2 separate regions of the Macaca mulatta genome follow, and region 2 is linked to region 1. The links are chromatin contacts, called in public Hi-C maps. All regions are on one chromosome and are shown on one strand. The core of a region is the stretch at or near the end of the contact, and the rest is flanking DNA. Distances in the headings are between cores, read along the strand shown.

What was found. Hi-C and Micro-C count contacts between places; a contact is called where the count stands out from the background.
Region 2: a Hi-C map of liver shows a contact between it and region 1, with 7 times the contacts expected there. The contact joins the promoter of KATNBL1 here to the promoter of CHRM5 in region 1. A contact is called at or near these places in 6 of 14 Hi-C or Micro-C datasets (CD4 T cells, blood, cortical neurons and 3 more).

What each region holds. Positions count from the first base shown.
Region 1 is chr7:11,254,257-11,261,903 of T2T-MMU8v2.0, forward strand. CHRM5 (cholinergic receptor muscarinic 5) reads left to right here and starts at 3,084. Exons shown (of 1, transcript NM_001032931.1): 1 at 3,084-4,682. The coding sequence starts at 3,084. The coding sequence ends at 4,682.
Region 2 is chr7:11,401,314-11,408,960 of T2T-MMU8v2.0, forward strand. KATNBL1 (katanin regulatory subunit B1 like 1) reads right to left here and starts at 4,421. Exons shown (of 11, transcript XM_077939076.1): 1 at 4,275-4,421.

The sequences.
Region 1 (7,647 bases), core at 1,834-4,333:
TTACCACCTGATAATAAAATTAAATGGAAAAATTAAATCCTTCCAAAACACTATGTATTCCTATTTTGAAGAATTGATTAGAGAAATTCAGCAAGCCGTCAGATCATTTTACTACTTCTCTCCAGACTAATGTTCCTCAACACCTGGATGTTGGGACTACCTTCAGAGTAGATGGGGAGTCTGCAAGTAGCTGACACAGCTCTTCCAGAAAACTGACTTTTCTCTCAGGTCCTCTCCTGCACCTCCTTCTCCTGCCAGCCTCTCCAGTTTCACCTTTCACTTCTCAGGTTTCTTTGGCTCCAGCTACCTTGTTTCTTTCCATTCCTCCTCTTTTGCCTCTGGGCTGACAAACAAGCTCCTCCCTTCCCTGTCTGAAACATTCTGGCACTACCATCCCCAGCCTCCACCCACCGTTTGTCTAGCTATTGGTGATTCATTCTTCAAGTCTGGTCCCTTAGGTCTCTTCCTCAGGAAGTGCTTCCCATGTCCACTCAACGAGGTTGGAGGTCCTTCACAGGTGTGCCTATGGCCTGCTGCACGCCTGCGATTTCTATCTGCTTATTTATCCACATTCCCAACTAGTGTCTTAAGAGCAGAGACACTGGCCTGTTCCGTGGTATCACCAGCATTAGAGTCTGTCCCATAATAAACATTCAAATATGAGGGGGGCAGGAAAGGAAGGAAGAAAAGAAAGAATAAAGGAGAACGGGACTTCCACAGGCCCTTTTTGGCACTGTGTGGCTTAGATCTGACCATTGGAAGACCATCTGTGAAGACATTTGCCCAGAGAATTGTAGAGTGTAGAGTAACTTTGGTTTTTTCAGATGCCAGGGAATCTCTACCTAATGACCTGGCAACCTTAGAATTTGCTTTAACAGCTTGAAAAATGTTGACAACGCCAAGGTGTTAGAGGTAGAAGGTAGCAGATGGAGCATCAGGAATGGAGAGGGACCAAAAAGAGGGGCCTTCGTGGGTCAGTGAGACTGCATGTGTTCAGGAGGTGAAGAAGCAAGCAAGATTGGGAAGATGGGAGAAGCTGGTTTCCGGTGCAAGACAATATCATCAACTGGATTCCATGTTGAATTTGAGGTGTTACGAAAACACCCAAAATTACAGCTGGAAATATAAAGCAAAGCCAAGAAAACTGTAGCCCTTCACAAATTTGTCATCTTTATGTCAGTTACTGTTATCAAAAAAGTGTCAAGACTTTTGGTAGAGCAGAAATACCCCATTAAACAAAATTGCCCACATGGGGTATTTTAAGGGTCAACAAAAAGATTTTCACTGGGCACGGTGGCTCACGCCTATAATCCCAGAACTTTGGGAGGCTGAGGCGGGCAGATCACCTGAGGTCGGGAGTTCGAGACCAGCCTGGCCAACATGGTGAAACCTCACCTCTACTACAAAGTACAAAAATTAGCCGGGCATGGTGGCGGGCACCTGTAATCCCAGCTACTCAGGAGGCTGAGGCAGGAGAATTGCTTGAACCCGAGGGGTGGAGGTTGCAGTGAGCCGAGATGGCACCACTACACTTCAGCCTGGGCGACAAGAGCAAGACTCAGCCGGGCGTGGTGGTGGGCACCTGTAGTCCCAGCTACTCTGGAGGCTGAGGCAAGAGAATGGCGTGAACTCGGGAGGCAGAGCTTGCAGTGAGCCAAGATAGCGCCACTGTACTCTAGCCTGGGCAACAGAGCGAGACTCCGTCCCCCTCCGAAAAAAAAAAAAAAAAGATTTTTTTTTCCTTTTACCGCCCATTATCATGTCAAGGTGGTATTTGTTATATATCATCAAATATACATTGTATGCACATGTATCTCTAGAAGGAAAAATAAATGGTAGCAGTGATTACCTCTGAAAAGGGGGGCTTGCAAGCTTGGAGGTCAGAGGTGGGAGGGAGACCTAATTCCTGCCATTTATCCTTTGGTACCCACTGAAATCTTTATCATGTACATAGATTTTTTTAATCTACAAAAGGAAAATTTCCTTTTAGTTTTAAAAGTTAAAATTTGTCAACAGAGGGCTAATTAAATATAGTACATCCATTAAGTGGAATAATGTACAATGAAAGTGATAGCTCTCGATGTACTGATACAAAAGCTGTCCGTGATAATTCATTTGTTAAGTTAAAAACAAAATTCAAATTGTAAATGGTAAAAGTATTAGTATATGCATAGGGGCAATTGTATTTAAATATTTATTTATTAGTATATGCATATGGGAAAATGCCAAAATATACACTAAACTGTTAGCATTGATTACCTCTGCAAGATGGAATTAGAAGAGACTTTTGCTTTCTAAGATTTACATTTTGACATTGTTCAAACTTTTATGAGGAATATATCACTCTACAATCAGAAAAAAGATAACCTAAAACGATTCTATGATATTGCAAATAGTCCAGGAACAGAGAGAAGGTCCTTATCTTCAGCAGCGGGGGCAAATGTCAAATCCCCTAGATGAAAACCAGGCATGCACTTGCAGTTTGTGCATTAGGGCAAAAAGAAGCGGTATAATATGGTCTTGGCTCACAACAGCACCTCAGTAATGTTTAATAATGGAGACTGGGACTATAGAATAGATACCACTTTTTCCCCAGTGCATGACAATTTAGGTATTTATCACCAGAATCTTAAAAAAAATAAGGTCTCTGCCCTTACGGCCACTGCAATCTAAGGTGATTTAACATCCCTGCTTTCCCCTCTTTACTGCTTCTCAACAATCCTTTTATTTTTCCTTTCCCTTCACCCTCCTCGTCTTCCCAGCCCTTTTTAAAATTGCCACAAGAGGGCAGCAGCCTCACGCAGAAGAAGGGCACTAGGCCATTAGCAGCAAAAGCTGCCATTAATGGCAGCAAAAGATGCCATTAAAAATGGGTGATCAAACTTTACCCAGCATCTTGCTCTGAATATGTGTGCAGCCACGTTTAATATTGTTAGAAACTATAAACAATGAATGGACAAGAAAGTCATGCTGCTGTGCGGAGCTCATGTGTTTCCCTCTCTTCCAGATGCTGGCCAACAAGAGCTGAAATCGAGAACAGCCTAGAACCTAAGACTATTCTAATATAAAAATTTTGCACCAGGATGGAAGGGGACTCTTACCACAATGCAACCACCGTCAATGGCACCCCAGTATATCACCAGCCTTTGGAACGCCACAGGTTGTGGGAAGTCATCAGCATTGCAGCAGTGACTGCTGTGGTAAGCCTGATCACTATTGTGGGCAATGTCTTGGTCATGATCTCCTTCAAAGTCAACAGCCAGCTCAAGACAGTTAACAACTATTACCTGCTCAGCTTAGCCTGTGCAGATCTCATCATTGGGATCTTCTCCATGAACCTCTACACCACCTACATCCTCATGGGACGCTGGGCTCTTGGGAGTCTGGCTTGTGACCTTTGGCTTGCACTGGACTACGTGGCCAGCAACGCTTCTGTCATGAACCTTCTGGTGATCAGTTTTGACCGTTACTTTTCCATCACAAGACCCTTGACGTATCGGGCCAAGCGTACTCCGAAAAGGGCTGGCGTCATGATTGGCTTGGCCTGGCTGATCTCCTTCATCCTCTGGGCCCCAGCAATCCTCTGCTGGCAGTACTTGGTTGGGAAGCGGACAGTTCCACTGGATGAGTGCCAGATCCAGTTTCTCTCAGAGCCCACCATCACTTTTGGCACTGCCATTGCTGCTTTCTACATCCCTGTTTCTGTCATGACCATCCTCTACTGTCGAATCTACCGGGAAACAGAGAAGCGAACCAAGGACCTGGCTGACCTCCAGGGTTCTGACTCTGTGACCGAAGCTGAGAAGAGAAAGCCAGCTCATAGGGCTCCGTTCAGATCTTGCTTGCGCTGTCCTCGACCCACCCTGGCCCAGAGGGAAAGGAACCAGACCTCCTGGTCATCCTCCCGCAGGAGCGCCTCCACCAGTGGGAAGCCATCCCAAGCCACTGACCCAAGCACCAACCAGGCCAAAGCTGAGCAGCTCACCACCTGTAGCAGTTACCCTTCCTCAGAGGATGAGGACAAGCCCGCCACTGACCCTGTCCTCCAAGTGGTCTACAAGAGTCGGGGTAAGGAAAGCCCAGGGGAAGAATTCAGTTCTGAAGACGCTGAGGAAACTTTTGTGAAAGCTCAAACTGAAAAACATGACTCTGACACCCCAAACTACTTTCTGTCTCCAGCAGCTGCTCATAGACCCAAGAGTCAGAAATGTGTGGCCTATAAGTTCCGATTGGTGGTAAAAGCTGACGGGACCCAGGAGAACAACAACGGCTGTCACAAGGTGAAAATCATGCCCTGCTCCTTCCCAGTGGCCAAGGAGCCTTCAACGAAAGGCCTCAATCCCAACCCCAGCCATCAAATGACCAAACGAAAGAGAATGGTCCTAGTCAAAGAGAGGAAAGCAGCCCAGACACTGAGTGCCATTCTCCTGGCCTTCATCATCACATGGACCCCGTATAACATCATGGTCCTGGTTTCTACCTTCTGTGACAAGTGTGTCCCAGTCACCCTGTGGCACTTGGGCTACTGGTTGTGCTATGTCAATAGCACTGTCAACCCCATCTGCTATGCCCTCTGCAACAGAACCTTCAGGAAGACCTTTAAGATGCTGCTTCTCTGCCGATGGAAAAAGAAAAAAGTGGAAGAGAAGTTGTACTGGCAGGGGAACAGCAAGCTACCCTGAAAAGTTAACGACTCCTCTCAAAAGAACAGTGACCACAGTCAACATCCTCTGAGGAAGAGCAAGCTGATTCTGGTTTGTATATTTTCAAAAAGAAAACATCTCATTTTGAGTCCTTGAAGATATTTGTAAAGGCTCAAGGTCTGTTGCCAAATGGAAGGGGTCACAGCTGCAGCAATTGCTGTCGTATTAAATGACTCTTGTCTATGACCAAGGCCATTTGATGCCACTGGAGTTTGCCAATGAAGTAAAGAGATAGGCTCATGGCCCTTCACAGGAGGAAGCACACTGGGTAACAGTGAACAGTGACTCAGGGAACTTTTGTCCCTTCTGTAGGAAATAGCAGAGACCAGGTGGAAACCTTTTCCTGTGGAAACCTGTCATAGAATTTTGTGCAGTATGTATGTGTCTATGAAGCTGTCTTGTGCCAGTGAGAACCGGGAGAATGTACATCAGTGTCACTTGTTAACAAGACTGGCTTCTAAGAATATGTATCGTCATAAACTGATCACTATCTATAATGCAGCTATTATGTGGTCTATACTGTGGTTTGTTTTCCTGTCCCTACATCTGAGTAAAGGTCTTGCTCTTCCCTTTCATATCCAATGCCAATTCCTCGTACTCACTGAACCCATGCTGATCTCCAGGGAACCATCCTTCCTCTCAGAATCCAGCGTCTGGAAGGACTGAAACCTGGTCATACCCAGTCCTTTAAAGGGGCCTCTATTCTGCTAATAAAGTCTCCATAGTCAGTTATTCTAGTTTTTGCCAGTGGAAATTTTTTCTTTTATCTAAAAAAATATATATTTTGCATTCTATTTTGTGCCCATTTGAAACCATTGATTTATGCTCTGTTCTTAGGAAGACTAATTGTGTAAGAGCCCTTCACTGGCTGAAGATTTTCTCCAGGCTATTGAATTAAGGTTCTTATATTGTTTTCAGAGATCTTGCTTTCTAATCTCTTCACAGGGCAAATCTGAGCAAAATGTGGAAAACAAATTTGCTTTTGAACTTCTTCCAGAGCCCTTTTGCAGCCTCCAGTTTCCCTTGTTCAGATCCCCAATTCACACCAAGACACAAGCAGGTCAACTGGCTGCCTCCAAGCAGTGGGTTGCGGGGTGGGGTGGGGGTGGAAAGACTTTCTTTTTTGATAGGTCCTTCAAATCAGGGCCTAAAAATGACTTCTTCATTCCTCTCCAAATTCAGTCAAAAATGAGAAGGCCAGAAAAGCACACTTGAGGGTGCGACGAAGCTGAAAATGATCTGAAAGCTTCATTTTTAAAAACAAAGTGTAGGTCATAGTAATGCATGAAAATAAAACAGTTAACATGCATGACAGCATGAGGATTATTAAAAACCACATTTAGGCCGGGCGCGGTGGCTCAAGCCTGTAATCCCAGCACTTTGGGAGGCCGAGATGGGCAGATCACGAGGTCAGGAGATCGAGACCATCCTGGCAAACACGGTGAAACCCCGTCTCTATTAAAATACAAAAAAACTAGCCGGGCGAGGTGGCGGGCGCCTGTAGTCCCAGCTACTTGGGAGGCTGAGGCCGGAGAATGGCGTGAACCCGGGAGACGGAGCTTGCAGTGAGCTGAGATCCGGCCACTGCACTCCAGCCTGGGTGACAGAGCGAGACTCCGCCTCAAAAAAAAACAAAAAACAAAAAAAAAACACATTTAATTGAAATCTCTGAGTGTGTAGCAACAAACTGAATCAAAGGACCTTTGTGGACAAAAGTCCACAAAGAAGCAGTAGTGTGGTGCACAACAAGGATTTTAAAGATGAAGCACTCCTGTCAGACATTATTTAACTTGTTGGTTACATCTGCAGCTGGATTTAAAAATCACCAGACTTCATGTGTCTTAGTGTAGGCCAGGTCCTTTTCAGTGTCATTTGCTACGAGGATGGAAAAATAGCTGGTTTAGTTGTCCTGGGAATTAGAAATGTACCTGAGTATGGGAGAGCTTCAGCCTACCACTGAAGAGGATAATCAGTCTCTCACAGGATGTCCCAGGGAGGCTTCAGGGTAGTAGAATCTCGGGCAGGATGGGACTGGTCCCCTATAAAGATTACGTTGACATGAAACATCTTGTAAGCAGTGCATCTGCTGAGACTTTGTAAAGGGCAGGTTGACACCTGCCAGGAATTGGGTGGGAATAGTAATTGGCTCAGTTCTCCAGCACAGAGGCTTTCAGGCCTCTGTGATGCCAACTGGGTGTGACTTCATGAGCAAACCTGCTCTACCAGCTCCAGATAAACAGTTGAGTCTTCGTTTAAGGCTTTGATTCCTGACAAAGATGAAAATCCCTTCATGAGAATAGGCTCTTAAGCCCATGTTGGGCATTCACCATTCGCAGTTGAGAGTGAAACAAGCTAATTTAAACAAAAGAACACAAATCGGGAAGGGATGCCACTGAGGGTACTCTTCACATGCTCTGCACTTGCTTAGGACTTGGCCCTTTTTGTTCATCTTTTGTGAAATTGATTAAGAAGTGTATTGCTAGGCCGGGCGCGGTGGCTCACGCCTGTAATCCCAGCACTTTGGGAGGCCAAGGCGGGCGGATCACAAGGTCAGGAGATCGAGACCACGGTGAAACCCCGTCTCTACTAAAAATACAAAAAATTAGCCGGGCGCGGTTGTGGGCGCCTGTAGTCCCAGCTACTCGGGAGGCTGAGGCAGGAGAATGGCGTGAACCCGGGAGGCGGAGCTTGCAGTGAGCCGAGATCGCGCCACTGCACTCCAGCCTGGGCGACAGAGCGAGACTCCGTCTCAAAAAAAAAAAAAAAAAAAAAAGAAGTGTATTGCTGGGTGTGGTGGTTCACACCTGTAATCCCAGCCCTTTGGGAGGCTGAGGCAAGAGGACTGCTTCAGCCTAGGGGCTCAAGACCAGCCTGGCAACATAGGGAGACCCCGTCTCTATGAAAAAATTTTTTAAATACCTGGGCATTAGCAGGGCATGGTAGT
Region 2 (7,647 bases), core at 3,171-5,670, 150 kb after region 1:
ACACTCCAGCCTGGGCAACAGCGCAAGACCCTGTCTCAAAAAAGAAATAAAATAAAATAAGAAAGAATAAAATCAAGGAAAATTAATTTTAGGAATTTTAGGAAGAATGTAAACGACAGACATCAAGAGTCGTCATTAAAATCTTCATTAAAATCTCATTATGGGTCTCTGTGAATGGCAGTTAACATGTTAAGAAAATGATGAGAATCCCAACTTAATTCAGTGGTTCCACCACTCTTTAGCCTCCCAGATAAAAAACCTTGGCGATGCCATAGACTTTTACCTCCATTTTTTTCTATAATCAACTATGTTCCAATATTTCTGCCTTCAAAATGTCTCTTTGGAATACAAAGCAAAATTCCCAGTTTCAAAAGAACACACACAAAAAATACTATGACCATTAAAAAGAGCATTTTTCTCAGAATCTGTGGAAAGAGAGCAAATTTAAAAAAAAAAAAAAAAGTTTTTGGCCGGCGCGATGCCTCATGCCTGTAATCCCAGCACTTTCGGAGGCCAAGGCAGGCAGATCACAAGGTCAAGAGATTGAGACCATCCTGCCCAACATGGTGAAACCCCATCTGTACTAAAAATACAAAAATTAGCTGGGCATGGTGGCACGCGCCTGTAGTCCCAGCTACTTGGGAGGCTGAGGCAGGAGAACTGCTTGAACCCAGGAGGCGGAGCTTGCAGTGAGCTGAAATCGTACCACTGCACTCCAGCCTGGCAAAAGAGCGAGACTCCATCTCAAAAAAAAAAAAAAAAAAAAAAAAAAAGAATGGAACATATACATGATGTGCTGAGTCAAAAAAAATTTCACAGAAAGAAAAAGGCTAAATTCCAGTTTTATAAAAAGAAAAATAGTTATCAGCATAAAAAAAGACTTGAAAGAAATAATCACATTAAAATATTAACAGGCTGGGCACGGTGGCTAATGCCTGTAATCCCAGCACTTTGGGAGGCTGAGGTGGGCAGATCACCTGAGGTCAGGAGTTCGAGACCAGCCTGGCCAATATGGCCAAACCCCGCCTCTACTAAAAATACAAAAATTAGCTGGGCGTGGTGGTGCACACCTGTAGTCCCAGCTACTCAGGAGGCTGAGGCAGGAGAATCGCCTGAACCTGGGAGGCAGAGGTTGCAGTGAGCTGAGATCACTCCACTGCACTCCAGCCTGGGCAACAGAGCGAGACTCTGCGTCAAAACAAAACAAAACAAAAACCAGAAAAATCATTTTCATTGGCAAGTCTTTGAATATAGTGTTTCCTCACTAAAATTCCCCATCCACCCCCCCCTTTTTTTTTTTTTGAGACGGAGTCTTGCTCTGTCACCCAGGCTGGAGTGCAGTGGCACGATCTTGGCTCACTGCAAACTCTGCCTCCCAGTTTCAAGCGATTCTCATGCCTCAGCCACCTGAGTAACGGGATTACAAGTGTGTGCCACCACGCCCAGCTAATTTTTTATTTTTAGTAGAGATGAGGTTTTGCCATGTTGGCCAGGCTGGTCTTTAACTCCTGACCTCAAGTGATCTGTGCAGGCTAGTCTTGAACTCCTGACCTCAAGTGATCTGCCCGCCTCGGCCTCCCAAAGTGCTGGGATTACAGGCGTAAGCCACCGTGCCCGGCCCATCCACCCTTATTTACTGTATATTTACAGACAGGGTCTTGGTCTGTTGCTGCATTGAAGTGCAGTGGCACAATCTCCGCTCACTGTGGCCTTGACCTCATGGGCTTACGCGATCCTCCCACCCCAGCCTCCCAAGTAGCTGGGACTACAGGCACTTGCCTCCATGCCTGGCAAAATATTTTATATTCTCGGCCGGGCGCGGTGGCTCAAGCCTGTAATCCCAGCACTTTGGAAGGCCGAGACGGGCGGATCACGAGGTCAGGAGATCGAGACCATCCTGGCTAACACCGTGAAACCCCGTCTCTACTAAAAATACAAAAAACTAGCCGGGCGAGGTGGCGGGCGCCTGTAGTCCCAGCTACTCCGGAGGCTGAGGCAGGAGAATGGCGTAAACCCGGGAGGCGGAGCTTGCAGTGAGCTGAGATCCGGCCACTGCACTCCAGCCCGGGCTACAGAGCAAGACTCCGTCTCAAAAAAAAAAAAAAAAAAAAAATTTATATTCTCTGTAGAGATGTGGTCTCGCTATGTTGCCTAGGTTGCTCTCGAACTCCTGGCTTCCAGGGATCCTCTTGTCTTGGCCTCCCAAAGTGCCGGGATTACCAACCTTGCCTAGTCCCACCATCCACCCTTCTATTCAGTGCCCTACATAAATCCTCCAATTGTTGGTTCTTTGCAGAAGCTTTACCCAGTTCAGTTCTGCATTCATCCACTGTACTAATGAAGAGTGTCATACATATTTTTTGTTTTTAATCTCATAACCCAAACTAGATTAATCTCCCTAAGGTTGGTTGCCCTGGCACATTTCTTATTTTATTAAGTTTTATTATTTTTTATTTCAATAGGTTTTTGGGGAACAGGTAGTGTTTGGTTACATGGATCAGTTCTTCAGTGGTGATTTCTGAGATTCTGGTGCGCCCATTACCCGAGCAGTGAACACTGTACCGAATGTGTAGTCTTTTATCCCTCATCTCCCTCCCACTCTCTACCAAGTCCCCAAAGTCCATAGTGTCATTCTTGCGGCACATTCCTTTTGTATAGCCAATTGGGTCTACCACCCTGTTGGGCATATAGGCCATCAAAAGCTTTGTGACTGATGAACAACATTTAAAAGCTCTGCTATAAATAAGTGTAAACTGCTGATTTCTTACTAAGTGATTTTGCTTTTGAACTTTATTCCTTGTCAAGGAGGTATTAGTTTAAGTATAACCATTTCAAGCACAGAATAACCACTCAATAAGTTTTAGGGGTGAAAACATTTAACATATAATTTTTAATTTTAAAGTAATACATAAGTTGCTAAGACTAACACTTTCAAAACTTTCAGGAAAGGACATAAAGGAATTCAAAATATAAATTATAACACACACATAAAACTTATGAACTCTATTTATCTTAAAATAGTCAATGGATTTTTGTTCAGACACAAACCTTAAGTATAATCAAGAGCAGAAAACTTGAATGGTGTATGAATGAATGTATGTGTACACAAAAGCACACTCAGGTCTCCGAAGTTGAAATAAATGAAATGAAAGGGCTTTGTAAACTAAAAAGAGCCACAGATAAAGGCAGTAGTAGAGCAGCAGAGTTAAAAGCGTGGAGTCAGCCTGCTTGGGTGTTAATTATATTAGCTATGTAACCCTGCACGGTACAAGTTACAATACTAAAATTCCCTGTGCCTTAGTTTCTTCACTGTCAAAATGGGGATAACAGTATCTGTCCCAAAGCAAAGCTCTTAATACGCCTAGGGCATAGAAAGCACAAAATAAATATTGTCCATCCTTATCATCACACTGGCTAATATTATTATTGGCTAATATTAGTTATTAGCCAAGTAAAAGCCTCAATGGATGATGTTTCAATTCAAGTCTGAAGCTGGCTATCCAAAGAAACTCCAAAAAACCAGCAGATTTAAGCTATTAGGTGGACTAGTTTCTAATAATTCTCGCGAGTGCTGAACTGATGATTATTACAGAACTAATTTCTCTTACAATTTTTTTTTAATCAGCAAAGAAACTGACATAGGTACCTCTGTTTTCAAGGAGCTTTAGAAGCCACAAAAAAACTCTTTCTTATCTCCATACTTAAGCAATTTAAGAGCGTAGTAAAAGCCTAGATACTGTTACAGACCAACTTTTCAGAAAATACAGTAAGGTTTTTAAAGTTGCAACCGACAATTCTTATGCATAACGTCAAGTTTTTGTCCTGCGAAACAAAAGCTCATCTGTCAGGAATCCGAGGACCCGTCGGAAAATAAGGAAATGCCTGGGCCGGGCCTAGGCGCTCTGCGGAAAACCTGTCCTCAAAACAGCTCGCCCCACACTCGTTCTGTCCTTCCCCTTCCCCGGGTGCAGCTGTCGACTCCACCCGAAGATAAATAAGTGACAACAGTTCCGTCCACGCCTCTCCCGGCCCAGGCCCCTGGAGCCCCCCAGCGCCCGCCGCCTGACCCTCCCCGCCGCGGCCAGCTGAGGGGCTCAGCCCCGCCCTTGCCACCCCGGCCCGCGACCCCGCAGCGCGGCCGCGAGCCCGGCCGAGCCGAGGCCGCCGCGGGGCCTGCAGGTGGGCCCAGGGCGCGGCCAAGCCCGGCTGGAGAAGCGCTGCCAGGGCAGGGCAGCTGCGGGCGCGGGGCTCGCACCAGCTCGGCAGTCACTTACCGGCGCCTCATGGTACCGCGGCGCCTCAGCCCAGGCTCGGCGCTGACGATCCGCGCCCGGCAGCCTAGAGCGTCCTTCGGCTTCTGGGCCGAGTCCCAGTCAGGGGCCATTCAAACGCGGCCGCGCGCGCGGCCCGCCGGGATAGCTGGCGCTGTGGGCGTCTCGCGGGCTCCGCCCAACGTTGGCTCCGCCCCTCTGGGGGTCGCGAAGCGCCGGAGGGGGAAAGGACGTGTGGCCACAGTGCCCCCTGGTGGCGAGAGCTACGCACGGTAGGCTTGCTATGGCGCGAGAAGTAATACTGCGATAGGAACTGAGGGTGGGTAAAGGTCAACGAATGACCGACCCTGCGCTAGGGACAACCTCCGTGCCTTAGTGGTGTACCAGGAGGTGCAAACAATTTTCTATAAAGTTATGGTTCCGGGAGAGATTTATTCATTCACACCTGTTTAAATACACTAAGGGTCTGGCACAGTGGCTTACACTTGTAATCCCAGCACTTTGGGAGGCCGAAGCAGGAGGTTTGCTTGAGCCCAGGAATTCAAGACCAGCCTGGACGACATGGGGACAACTCCCCTCCATCCCCCACCTCCGCCCGTCTCTATAAAAATAAAAATGATACTAATTAATAAACGCACTAAGGCATAGTTTCTGAAAGCATGGATTGTGTAACTGTGTGATCTTGAGCAAGTCACATAAACTCCTAGGTGCTTTGCTTCCCCCTTCTGTAAAATAAGGATAATAACAATAGTATCTGCCTCTTAGTGTTGTGAGGATTAAATGACTTAACACATATAAAATGCTTGGAGGAGTGCCCGGCATTTGGTAAGCACTACATATTTGTTAGTCATCATTTTTTTAGTTCCTATTATGTGCCAAACTTTGTGCTCGACTCTTAAGAATACAAGAAATGTACATGATGCAGAACCTGTCCTCAGGAAGCCGGTTCGGTCTTGTTGGGATGAGGAACACTAGATTATGAGGTTAGGGCTGGGTCTGTAGATGATGCACTTTTAATTACTGATGGCAATTCTCTTCATTAGAACCAGGCTGCTCGCCTTCATAGATAAGCCACGGGTCAAGGTTAGCCAAGCTGTGACAGGAGCAAGTTTGTCTATGGTAGTTCTCTCGCCCTTTGCAGAAATCGGTCAAAGCAGTGCATTTGATGGAAAACTTCCTCACCACAAGACTACATCCTTGGCTTGCTTTTTCAGGCACTCATTTGGAACTCTACAAGGCTTGCCTAGGGAGCAGGCTGCTTAAATTTGGTTTAACAATCTTTTTGAAGGCCCGCCATGTGCCAGGCAAATTGTGCCTGGTGCTGGAAATCACCCAAAGCAGCTTACAGTGGCTTGGAAACACAGGAAAAGAGATCATTCCTATACATTGCTGTGACAAAAGGTATCTCCTAAATGTCGTGGGAGTTCCGAGCAATGGGAGGCCTGTCAGATAAACTGATCAGAACTAAGATGTCATCAGGCTGTTAAAACTTTATGTATTTTTCCTCCCTAGTAACAGAGCCCTTACTTTAAAAAAAAAAAAAAAAAAAGTAATGGTGAAAATTGAGGCAGGACTTTAGGGCAGTGGGAAAATAGTTTTAGGATATTTTGCATAAGCAACACCTTTCAGAGCTTCTCGATTGTACCAAAACCATAAGCAGGCACATACATGGCTATGTGTGGGGCCACATCTGTTAACAGGAGGTACTGTTGAGAGAGTCCAGCTAGGTGAGTAAAGGAAGCTGGAGCCCTTGGTTCCATGGATGTACAATGAAGAATATTTCCTGAATATGACTTCCATTAAGTAGGTGTGTTGTTTTAAAGGAAATAAAAATTCAACACACATGAGTGCAGTCACTTTCTCTCAAGTTGTTTCTTCATCATCATAAACAGGAATTTCTTGATGACCCTCTATGCAGAAGGCACTGTGCTGGCCTCTTGTCAGAAGAATAGAGTAAAAAGAGCGTACTAGAACATCCTCATCCTCAAGGGAGGCTAAATGAAGAGGTAAGACAAGGAATGGCGTCCTGGAACTCAAGGAATCTGCTGTGTTAACACAGAAGAATCTCAGCTAATGCAAGGCCTCCAGTTGCTGGAGGCCAGAGAAGAACCTTGATATTCTCATTCCTAGAGCTTGTTAGGGCACAGGATCTCAGGCAGGAGATTTCCAGAGCCAAGTTATAAAGTTTCTATCAGTGATGGGCAGCCCAGGCCCTCACCTCTCATAATTACACATAAAAATAAGGAAACCTACCCTTGCATTGCTTCTTTTGGAATATATACCAATACTGTCATTTTACTGATGAAAATGCAAGGCAACTTTCTTCATTGATACTTTTGCTATCAATAAAGTTGAATTTTTCCCCCTTGGGGCTCAATAAAATTTGAATTCTTACTAAAAAAAGGTAGAGCCCATACATTAAAAAAAATCCCTACATCAGTGCTTGTGTACAAAAAGGTGGTTCACTGATAGCCTTCGCAGTGGGCAGTCTCCAAGGGAGTCTACTCCTCTGGCCATTCCTTCATTCCTTCCGAGAGAACAGGCAGCTAAGCCAGCCTTCCAGCCTCACATCCCCCTCTCTGTGGGGTGCAGAATCATTCAAGGACAATGTGTAGAGTGACCCACATGAGAAAAGAGCTGCCATGCAGTCCTGTGTACACTGCTTGATGGCAAGCAGGGGAGGGATGGTGGAGCTGGGCCTGGTGAGCTGGAGAGGATTTTGACAGACAGGGTGTTCCAGACAGAGAGGGGGAAATGCAAAGTAAGTTATAGTACTGCAGTCTATTCTGATTTGAGTGGAGGGAAAAGCGCTTGGAAGAGTCACAAGAGTGAAGATTGAAAAGGTATGTAAGGCACCTGATAGGTTGTGAAGCCCTGGAATTATCAAGCAAAGTGTTTGAGGTGCAAGGAGACAACAAAGACAATTGAGCAGGGGAATGACTAAGTCAGTTCTTTAGAAGGATTGATCTGTTTGGGAGGCCAAGGTGAAAGGATCGCTTAAGGCCAGGAGTTTGAGACCAGCCTGGGCAACACTGCAACACCTCATCTCTACAAAAAAATTAAAAAATAGTCCAGCATGGTGGCGCATATCTGTAGTCCTAGCTACTTGGGAGGCTGAGGTGGGAGGATCACTTGAGCCAAGGAGCTCAAGATTATAGTAAGCTATGATTATGCCACTGTATTCCAGCAAGAGAGCGAGACCCTGTCTCTTAAAAACATTCTCTTAAAAACAAACAAACAAACAAAAACAAGAAGAAGAAGAAGAAGGGTTGATTTGTCACCAGGACGCTGGATGGCTAGGAGTAGGGAGGAAAGACTGATGGCAAGAACATTAGGTATAAAAGTATAGTTCAGTCCAGGGTCCTAGGAGCCGTAT